2 separate regions of the Oryctolagus cuniculus genome follow, and region 1 is linked to region 2. The links are chromatin contacts, called in public Hi-C maps. All regions are on one chromosome and are shown on one strand. The core of a region is the stretch at or near the end of the contact, and the rest is flanking DNA. Distances in the headings are between cores, read along the strand shown. Region 1 has its middle 79 kb from the start of CLIC6. Region 2 overlaps RUNX1 (RUNX family transcription factor 1).

Evidence for each region. Hi-C and Micro-C count contacts between places; a contact is called where the count stands out from the background.
Region 1: a contact with region 2 is called in a Hi-C map of an unstated tissue, with 5 times the contacts expected there. The contact joins two enhancer-like sites. A contact is called at or near these places in 4 of 6 Hi-C or Micro-C datasets (ear pinna, embryonic fibroblasts, psoas muscle and 1 more).

Annotation. Positions count from the first base shown.
Region 1 is chr4:10,322,218-10,327,717 of mOryCun1.1, reverse strand. No RefSeq gene overlaps it. Among named protein-coding and RNA genes, the nearest start is that of CLIC6, 79 kb to the left of the region's middle. Within about 2 kb of position 3,002, at least 1 of the 8 cell types and tissues checked has an H3K27ac peak or open chromatin away from gene starts, as enhancers often do.
Region 2 is chr4:10,180,262-10,185,632 of mOryCun1.1, reverse strand. It overlaps RUNX1 (RUNX family transcription factor 1), which reads right to left. Exons shown (of 7, transcript XM_051833591.2): 3 at 1-238. Among named protein-coding and RNA genes, the nearest start is that of RUNX1, 150 kb to the right of the region's middle. Within about 2 kb of position 1,507, at least 5 of the 8 cell types and tissues checked have an H3K27ac peak or open chromatin away from gene starts, as enhancers often do.

The sequences.
Region 1 (5,500 bases), core at 1,753-4,252, 140 kb before region 2:
GGTCTTGGGAGGCAGTGGTGATGGCCATGTAGTGGGACCCCTGCCGCCCTCGTGGGAGACCTCGATTGAGTTCCTGGTTCCTGGCTTTGGCCTGGGCACACACCCTGGTCATTGTGGGCATTTGGGGAATTAACTAATGGATGGTAGCTCTCTGTCTCTCTCCTTCTCTGTCACTTAAAATAGAAATAAGGTTCTCTCTCCCCAAATACACACACATGTGAAGAGATATGGAAGCCTGAAAAGTTTGCGTAGGGCCCAGGTTAAGAAGCTGCAGCCTAGAGGGCTGGCATGGTGGCATGTCAGGTTGAGCCACTGCTCATATGGGTGCCGGTTCAAGTCCTTCCAACCCAGCTCCCTGCTAAAGTGCCTAGGAAAGCAGCAGAAGATAGCTCAAATGCTTGTGCCCCTGCACCCACATTGGAGAACCTGAGGAAGCTCTTGGCTTGGCACAGCCCTGGCCATTGCTACTATTTGGGGAGTGAACTAGTGGATGGAAGATCTCTCTCTCTCTCTCTCTCTCTAACTCTGACTTTCAAAAAAAAATTTTTTTTAAAGCAGCTCTGGTCTAGTGGGCAGGAAAGGAACAGAACATGGAAGCTTTATGGGGTCTTTCTGTTGAGTTTTCCTGCAAAGTAGAGCTGGTTGCCCTGGAGCCTGTCTGCCCTATGATGCTGGAGACCTTGGGCCTTCCAAGATTTGGAGCCACCCCCGATGTCTAGTGTACAGAGGTGCCTGTCTGTGGTTGGAAGGCAGAGAAGAGGCCTGGGCCTCCTGAAGTTGTGCAGTAGTAATTGGAGACAGCAGGGCTGTGTGCCTTGAGCAAGGTCATCTTAGCCTCAGTCTCTTCCTTCCTCGCTCACGCATGCCTGCAGCTTCCTGGGTGCCCAGCTGCAATGCATCTGCCCCAGGAACTGTGAGCCAGGAGGGCTGTATCTGTGTTGTGGGCGATGCGCAGGCAACGAGGATCCCAGGCTGGAACTCTGAACTGGGCGGTGCTGCTCCTGATAGCATCACTCCCTCTCCATGACCGTCAGGATAGGACGCAATGGTCCGGGGCTGGGTGGGAGGTGTGTCTGACCCCAGGTACGCAGCTTTGCCCCTAACTCAATGAAATGCCTTCCCCTGTGTGGGTGCGTCCTGGAGTTAGGGGAGAACTGCTGATAAGCAGGGTCTGACGTGCAACAGGACGTAGCCAGTGCCAGAAAGGGGCTCCCGGCACAATGACCTGCACCGGCAGGTGCAGCATCTCGGCACTCAGGGGGAAGGAGTGGGCAGGGGGGTGACACAGCATGGGCAGCTGCTTGTCCTGGTCCCTGTGCCTTCTTACAGCTCCCGAGGAAGCCTGGAGAGCTGAGTGGCCCTCAGAGCCCAGCAATGGGCCACCTGCTCCTGCTCTGTCCCCCCAGGGAGAGTTACTGAGCTTTAGTTGCCTGGTGCCCCACAGCCTGCCCAGGGCTGGAGGAGGGAGGGAAGAAAGATGGCCCCAACCTGCCCCGAGTGTCCTGGAACCAAAGGGCCCACTTGGCCTGTGTGTTTTCTCAGGCGCGCTCCGGTCTCCGGCTTCCATCGCCCCCAAGGGGCCGTGACTGTGGGTCAGGGAGCAGCACCTGAGCGGCTGGCCAGCCCTTGACCCTGGTGCACCAGCTGGCAGGTGGGCACCTCCCAGGCTCGTTCTGCAGACTTAGTGTCAGCTGCAGGTGCCCCTCCGGGTTCCCCTTCTCTGACAGTAGATAAACGCTAGATTATTGACAGAGGATATTGATGGCGATTGCTAGAGTGGAGGTAGATGAGAGATAGTTGCTTGATTGATAGATGATATAAATAGATGACAGACAGTAGATAGGTAGGTAGATAGACAGACAGACAGGCAGACTTTATATAGAAGAGGCTAGAAATTCTGACAAGAGACCAGCGTTATAAATTATCATTGTATATATTTTTCTAATCGATCTTTTCAAATTTCTACCCAATAAACGAGCCTGGCCTCAAGATGTTCATCTTCCAGAGAAGACAAAGTTCAGAGAAATCAAATTCTTTGTGCAGCAGGGCCCAGAGACAGCCAAGAGCCTGAGTCCTCCACCTGTCCACGCTGTGAGTTGAGTTGTCCCCAAGTGCTCCCTATGTAGGGAGTGGGTATGGGCAGTGAACACAAAGCATGGTGACAAGTGCGGCTCAAGATGTCACCTCAAGTCTTTGAGGCACCAAATATTGGTGACGTGGCCACACCCTGGTTGGAGCAAGTATTGGCTACAACCACACACCGTTAGTGCCCCAGTGGAACATGGGAACCTGGAGCCGTCTATGCGGCCAGATCCCTTCTCACCCCACCTTGGTTCCTGCATCTGGAGAGGGTGCCCCAAGTGGGTGAGGGGCTGCATCAGTGCGATCCCTGGTGGGGGGGGGGGCTGCTTTCCAAGCCCCGCCCCTCCCCAGGATAGTTCCTCCTGTCCCAGTGTCAAATCTTGTTGTCTTCAACAGGGGTGTCTTATTTCTCATGGCATGGCCATGACCCCTGGGCACAGCCCCAGTATTCCTTCTTCAAGCCTAAATCCTCCTGCTCCTCAGTGCCTCCCCTTGGGAGCCTTGCCTGACCCAACCGCACGAATATTCCCAAGTCCCAGCCCCAGGTGTGGTACCCCCTGCAGGGCTGGTCCAAATGAACACCTGCTCCAGAGGTGTCCTGCCTCTGGCGTGGATGATCCAAACCCATGGCATTTGGGACACACAGCTTGGTCCCGGGTGCACTGCCCCCAACCCTACTCCCACCCCCAGCAGCCTGACAGAGATCCTGATTGTTCTCAGCAAGACCAAGCCCTACCGTCCACGGACAGCCAGGGTCGCGTCTGTGCAGCTGTCCCCGCCTGTGCAGCTGTCCCCGCAAGCCGCACTCTCCAAACCACATTCCCCATCACTCTCGCATTCACACTTTGCACCAGGCTCAGAAGCATTGCACGCAGAAGAACCAGATAAACGGGTCCAAACCTGCCCGGCCATTTACAGTGGGCGCTTAGGTGAGTCACCTGGCATTTTTGTGCCTTTGTTACCTCAACGGTTACAAAGCGCTTAGCAGTCTCTGGACCATCGAGGGGTTTTGTCGTGAATAAGCTTCCATAGGACAGCTGGAGCAGCACCCACGTGCGGGTGTGTCAACATCCCCAGGGTGGTGGGGACCCACCCAGGGCCCCTTACGACTGTGTCTTCGCCGTGGTAGCTGCTGCTACAAACTCAGGGCCCTAGGTTTGTCTTGGCTGACTTGGTTCCATTTTCAATTGAAAATGGAGTTTGGACAGTCTTCAGCCCGACTCGCTCTGCACCCTGGACCCCAGCCAGTGAGTTCTGAGTAACTCAGACAGGGTGGGGTCACCAGGATTTGGTTATTGGATTTTTTTCTCCCCCTGCGGTTTTGGCCAGCCTGCGGCATGACGGGCAGCGACACTGTCTAAGGCCGGACTCTCCGGGACGGATTCGGGTCACTCTGGGCATCAGCTGGATAGGGCTGGCACGGCCAGCAGCTGGGGTCGGGAGCTGCCTTCTTTGGCCTGGACACCCCCTCCCCATCATCTGCAGCCCCTGGGCAGTGCCAGGCTCCAGTGGCTGTGGCTCCATTATCTAAAGGGCATACACCACTGTGTCTGTGTGTCAGGGCTGGGCGTCCCTGGCCACAGACCCCTCCTCCAGCCGGCAGCTCACCCGCCTGAGCTCTGGGGGCGTGGAGAGAGGAGCCCACCTAGCCATGTCCTGGCTCCAGCTGTTTCCCACCGTTTGTCCTCTCCCTCCGGCTCAGGTCTGGTTAGCTGGGCTCGTGCACCTGGTTCCTGCCTGTTCCCCAGTGCCCTCAAGGGTGCTCACTCAGACCCGGCTCCCAGTGTGGAGAAGTCTTCCTAACCAAGTCGCTGGGGTGCCCTGCACACCCTATTCCCAGTGCATTCCATGCAACTCCAAGTCTGGCAAAGTAGAAATTTCTGGAAACCTAGCATCCAATTGAAGAGAGAATGAATGGCGTGGAACGTACACTTTGCACATGCCTGTGTGTGTATGTGTTGGGGTCTTTTATTCATTCACTTAGAAGTTTGTGTCCAGGGTAAGAAGGCCCCAGCCAGGCCAGCCCAGAGCCCTAAATTGAGAGAACATGGAGACCAGGCTGCCTTCCACGTGGTCAGAGAGCAGACACCTCCCTGCCGAAGCCGTCTTAGGGATCCTCGTCAGTGTAGGGACACGGCTGTCCCTGGAGGGTCACGACCCTGAGTGTGATCAGTGACATAGGCAGCACACCCCCTTCCCAGGGCTTCCTGAGGCTTTGTGCCATGCCGGGCCGTTAGCATCGGGTGCAAACAGAGTCCTTAACTCTGCACGGAGTTGCCAGACGATTTATCCTATTGGCACCAAGCCTGGAATTATAATCAGATCTTGACTTCTTCAAAGCCTCCTTGCCTTGGTTTTGGCAAATCACAAATAAATATCGAGGGCAATTACCTTCCTTTATTCTCTGATGTATGAAGGGGGGGGGGCTCACCCATTAATTCCGGAGCCTTCTCATTTCATTCGGAAGGCATTCGCCCATGGAACTTGTTAACTCAGTATCGACACGGTCCGTCTAGGTTTTGACTGAAAAGAGAGTTCTTATGCTCTGGGTTAATATTTTCCTCTCTTTAAGAAGCCGTGGGCCGTGCCAGATACTCCTGACAAAAACGTCTGTTTTCTTCCCATTACTGGACACATCATTTGTGTGGGTCAGTATACATGCTATGCTCAGAAGATCCTCCAGGGGGCAGCAAACAACCACCTCTGAGTGGTTGTCTTAGGTTGGGAGGGGGCGTGGCTCGCTCGCTGCCTCCTTGGGGGCGCCTCCAGGAGCAAGGTCAGAGACAGCCCCTCCGTCTTGAAGCTGCAAAAGTGACTAGACCTGTTAATGACTTAATGAGCCGCTGGCTTTGAACATGAAAAGTGCTGCATAAGTGGGGTGTCCTGTTTCCATTTTGGGGAGCTCTTCACCGGGGTTCTTCCGGGTGATCTTCTTCAAGTTCACGCAGGTTGGCTCAGACAGGCCATACCACACCGATGGTCCGAGGAGGAGTCTCTGCGAGGGATCTGCCAGCAAGCGTGTGCTTGGCCCCACGCAGCTCCCAACGCCGGAGCAGGGGCTCAGTCACACGGCTCGGATGCCGGCCCCGGGTGCTGGGGAATGAGCAGAGCATGCTTCGGCAACTGAGGCCGGAGCCCTTGTAGCTTCCGGGGCCTGGCTGGGCCAGAGGGTGCTGGTCACCAATCTGAGGGTCCCTCCAACATGTGGCCAGCCCTCCCTGGGCTGGGCCAGCCCACCCACGGCTTGCCATTGTCCTTGAGAATGGGGACGAGGAGCTGGGGGAGTCGCCTACACAGAGGGAGTGCTCAGGTGCTACGGAGCACAGGTGGGACGTGGAATGGTCTTCCAGCTTCTGTCCTGCGTGATCTCCCTGGAGCTCCGTGGAGAGAGACGGAGGATGAGGGGGGGGGGTCTTCC
Region 2 (5,371 bases), core at 258-2,757:
AGGGTCTTGTTGCAGCGCCAGTGCGTGGGCAGCACGGAGCAGAGGAAGTTGGGGCTGTCGGTGCGCACCAGCTCGCCGGGGTGGTCAGCCAGCACTTCCACCATGCTGCGGTCGCCGCTCCTCAGCTTGCCGGCCAGGGCGGCGCCGGCGTCCGGAGCGCCCAGCGGCAGCGCCTCGCTCATCTTGCCCGGGCTCAGCGCGGTGGACGGCGGCGTGAAGCGGCGGCTCGTGCTGGCATCTACGGGGATACGCATCACAACAAGCCGACTGAGTTAGGGCCCTGCAAACGGCTCCCACCGGACGGCGCAGGGGGCGCGGGTCTCCAGCTAGCAGCTCCCCGGACACCAGCATACAAGTCCAGGGGCCCCGGTGGCTGCGGGGGGCCCTGGGGGAGGTCGGGGAGCCCGGGTTACCAACAGTCTGGGGCGAGCGGACTGTCTGGCTTCTCCGGGCGGCCTTGGACCCCGCAGGGCACCCAGCGACAGACCGCTTAGGGCACTGAAAAGTAGGCGACCAGAATCCAGAAAGCAAACGCCAAAGAGAGACTATCTTCAGAGTTTAAGTTCAGTCTTTGGCAGCCAGCAAAAAAAGTTCCCAGAGGCAAAATTACCATACACACTTCCTAAAAAAAAAAAAAAAGTATGCAGAGAGCAAAATGACCAGCAAACACGGTTTGGAAGTTCCAGTAGTTAAGCGCCTGTCAGTTTGTTTCTGTTTGTTTTTGTTTTGCAGGTGAGTTTTGTTTACCGTCCCAACAGACTGCGAAATAGACGCGTATATTCCATACACAACGCCACTTTTGACCATGAAAAGCTGGCTTCTGTCTTCAAAAGCGAGGGCTGCGACTTCCAAAAATCGTGCCGCTAACGTATGTGCACACGCACATATAAATATATACATATGCTCTACTTCATAAAATATTTACAATAGAATCTGTAGAGAGTTTAAACACAACAGAAATCCATTAATGTTCGCTGAAGATTTTTTTTTTTCCTAAGTAGCCTTGGAAATCCGCTTCAGTAGTTGGAGCAGGGCTGGGCAGAAGTGCTTGTCATATTCTCTTGCAAAACCCTCAGTGCAGAAAATTCAGCTTTTCAAAGAGGTCTAGCTAACCTGAAAAGACTAAAAAAGAGAAGTCCAGGTCGATGGCACTCTGAGCACAGCGCTCTCAGCGAACTGGGGTCGGGGGTGTTGGTTAAGTTCGCGGCGGATCCTGCGGTTTCGTGGGAGTCGGTCGCGCAGTCGAGACACACACACACGCAGACATGCACTCTTCGGGAGCCAGCCGCTGTCTACACCGCCTCGATGAGTCAGCCCGGGCTCGGGCGGCTCCGAGAGAGAGAGAGGATCTTCCTCCGGCCTTGAGCACCGCCTAACCGCAGCAGGTGGAGCGGGCCCTGGGAGGAGGCTCCGCGGGCGGCTCGGGTTACACACGCACGCACCCTCTCCCACGCACACGCATCTTCGCGGGCCCGCCTCGGACCACCGCGCACTTTCTCCCGCAGAAGTCAAAGGAAACAGCCGGGGTGTGGGGTGTGGGGGGGTGTAAAAAGTTCACCGCCAGCCAAGACGCCAGTTCATTCAAAAGTCAGAAAGGAGGAAAAAAAAAAAAAAAAAAAAAAAGGAAGCTCCAACGCAGGGCCCAGGGAAGCAGAGCGGCTGCTGCTGGCTTTTCTTCGGGAGCCCCGGGCCGAGGTGCCTGGCGGCGCAGGGCCGGGCAGCGTGGTGCCCTGGCTGGGTCCGGCTGCGGGGCGCCCGTCCCGCCCGCGCCCGCTGGCTCTATGAATGAGAGTGCCTGGAAATGGACGTGCTTTTACTGTAAGCCCGGCCCGAGGAATTCCATTCCCTCAGCTCGTTTGCATAGGGGCGGCCGGCGGCCAATCACGGGCCTTTCCGGTATCAGCCAGGGCGCGGCTCGCGGCCGCCCGCTCCTGGAATTGGCCCGCGCGCCCCCGCCGCCGCCGCGCGCTACTGTACGCCTCCCGGGCGGGGAGGAGGCGGTGGCCGCAGCGGCGCGGCCGGAGCGCCCGCACCCACGCAAGGCCCACGCGTCCACACGCACACATACCCGCTCCTGAGAGCCTGCAGGGCGTGCAGCGGCGCCTCAGGCAGGGCTCCGGGCAGGGCCGAGCCCGCGCGCCCCGGGGAAGACGCAGCGGCCACCCGGCGACCTGGGCCAGCGCGGCGGGCCACCGGCACGCCTCTGCTTCCCGGGGAGGAGGACCGACCCGGCGGGCAGCGGCGGCCAAGTGGCGCGGACTTGGTTTAGCTAAGACCAGCCGGAGCTCCGCAACATTTTTTTTTTCTAATTTTTCCGCTCTCAGGGCTTGTTTTCGTGAAGTGCGCCACGGCTAGGTTACGTGCGCGCCTCGCCCTGGCGGAGTGCGCGGAGCGGCCATCGAAGGCGTTTCCTCCTCTGCAGAGACCCCCGGCCCCCGACCCTCACACCCCCACAAGCAACCAGCGACTTCAAAGTTGCAAGCGCCCGCTTGGCTCGCTCCCTGCCCCCGCAGGCGGGGGAGAAAGCCGAGCCTCGTAGCCACCCTCCGCCTTCCCCGCACACGGCCCCCGCGCGAGCGCCCTCGGGTGCCGAGCCCACGCCGCCTTCGCGGCGGGCGGGAGCTGCCCCCGCGCCCGTCCCCGCGGCGCCCGGGTCTCTCCCCGCCGGGGCCCCGCACTCCGTCTCCTCCGTGGGCTGCCTCAGCTTCCCCACGGAGCCCTACAACTTCCACTCTCCCGCCCGCCTCGTCTCTCCGGGCGGACGGGGTGTTGCGGCACGCCGCCGCCGCCGGGGCCTGGGGGAGACGGCGGCCGTGGCGTGGCGTGGCGTGGCGGGCCGGCCGCGGAGGCCTCTGCCGGGCGCCGCGACGCTGCCCTCGCAGGGTCGGTGCTGCGGGCCGCGGGCTCGGGGCGGACGCCAGGGGGCAGCAGCCGCCCTCGCTCGACGCCCCGGGCGCCCGGCGACCGCGCAGTGCACCCGGAACGCCCCGACGGCGCGGGGCTCCGCGGGGCCCGCCTGGCGGCCTTCGGGTCACTGCTGTGGCAGCTTGAGTTTGGGGGAGCGAAGACAGGAAATGGCAGCCGGAGCCAAGTGCAGCGGCCGCGGCCCGGAGCTGGCGGCTGGACCTCGGGGAGCCCTCGGGCTGGGGTCTCGCCCTGAAGTCCTTTTTCTGGACGCCGCGGCCTGGGACCGTCGGTGCCCCGGGTCCTCGGGGGCAGAGAGAGGCGCCCTCTCCGGGCCCACTCGTCCGCGGCTCCTCCCAGCCCTCCACGCTTCCCCCCCGAGTGGGCCCGGCCCGTTCCTTTTGCGCCCCGGGGCGCCGCAAGCACCCAGCGGCTGCATTTTCTTTGTTTTACGCAGTCGGGAAGAAAACTACCCTTTGTTTCTCCTTAAAAATGATTTTGGAAGAGACCCCTTTTCAGATGTTGACTCCCAAAGCTCGCTTTCTGCCTCCCCCGTGGCTCGGACCGCGTCCCGGGGCCATGGCGTCGGGTCCGGACACGGGGCGCCGCCGGCTCCTGCAGCAAGTTCGAGGCCAGGGACGCCTTGTCGCTTCGGCTCCTATGCATTTCCCTCAGAGCCCACCGAGGGCTCCTGGGGTCACCCTAAAGGCACCCCGGGGACCGCCGGCCACGAGGATGGCGCGGGAGTGGGGTGGTAGAGGCTCCGGAGAAAGCGGCCGACGGGTGACCCGACCCTCGCAAAGCTCCAGGCTGGCTCCCAAGGGGTTCGGGCCATTTGCCTAAAACCCTGACCGTGTAAGGGACTGCGGGTAGGACCCTCTGCTGTCCCCTCGCAGGCGGCGGTCACTTTTCCTGTCCACGTAAGGGAAGTTAGGCGCAGGAGGAGTCCATGTGCCAAGTTCACCTTCGAAAGGCAGCACGTGGGCGCTGCCCGGCTAAGAGTTTCAACCCAGAAATCCCGAGTTCGAAGCCCTCCACCGGGGATCACAGCGACCACAGCTGTTCAGGTCGCGGCGAGGGCCGCTTGGGATGCGCCGCAACTGTGCGGGTGAGCTGCGTGCGCCGCGCGGTGCGAGCGTGAACCCCGAAAACTGACGCACCGCCGCTCCCTCGGTGCTGAGAAGCTCACCGCAAGCGCAGGCGGGGAGCCCTCCTGCACCCCGTTTTTGTTTTTTAAATTGTTTTCCCATGCGCATAAAATCGTCCGGGAGCTGCAGGTGGGAGAGGAGGAGTCCCGCTCCCCCCAAGGAGCGCTCTTTTCTGTGACAACGTTGAATTCCCCTTAAAAAGGAGGAAGGCGCCTTACCACGGTCACGCCCCGGGTTTCCCAGGAACCGCGCTGAAATTTACCTAATGCAAAATACGAGACAACGAAGCCATAGGTCAGGCGCGCGCCCTGGGACAGATCTTTCCAGATTTGTTGCAGGGGGACAGTTTGCAAACAGGCTGTTAACAAGAATGAAATGCAAGTTCCCACCGTGAATTTTAAAAGCAGTATTCGGTTAGTTGGAAGAAAAGTAACAATTTCACTGGAAAGCAGTAACAGTTCATGGAGGTTTTACATCTACAGCTTCAGGTAAATGAGTATAGAGGAGTCTCAGAAAATACCTAAAAAATCTTAACGTTTTTGTTCTTTCAAAACGCTCTCAAACTGACGCCTACCTAGAGATGGGACCAGAATCACAACAGCTCTCTTAAATCAAAATTACCCTTTGTCAGTAGTGTGCGATTTCCAAAATTACATCACTGAGAGCGTAGTATTTCTCAAAGAATCATTTCTATTTTAAATGACCATCTAAGTTGAAAAAGAAAAAAGAAAGAAAGAAAGAAGGAATGTAGTTTGCAATTGATTCTGGGCCAAGTTGCTGCAGTTTGTAAGATGCCAGGGAGGAAAACCAGTGAGAATGCACGGATATCAGACTCTGCACACGATCTGGCTGAGAATCTTGGAATTTAACTAAAGGGTTTATGTATGCTCTGTGGTGGCTCTGAGATGATTTCACTTTGCTAATTACTCTGGACACGAAATTCCTTAGTTCTTCCAGGATATGCCCCCCCACCCCCCACCCCCCCGTGAATGTTTCCATGGGACTGCTGGGGTTATTGTGTGGTTTCCCTGTAACGTCATCAGATGTGCACCTCACAAGTAGCAAACTGAGAAAATTCCAAAATTAACAGGTTGTTAATTTAGGGATGCTTAGTAAACATTTTGCCCTCATAAAAATTTTGCATTACAACTGCTGTAACAAAGGCAATAAACTGGGTTATAACAAGAAGCCAAGCTCTGATTTTTATTTATTTATTTTTTAGAGTAGTACAGTCATTTAATGAGACCAGAATGCACCTGCGGCAAACGCTGTGGAACTGAAGGTGTCATTTCAGGTTTCACTGGAATATTTTATATGAT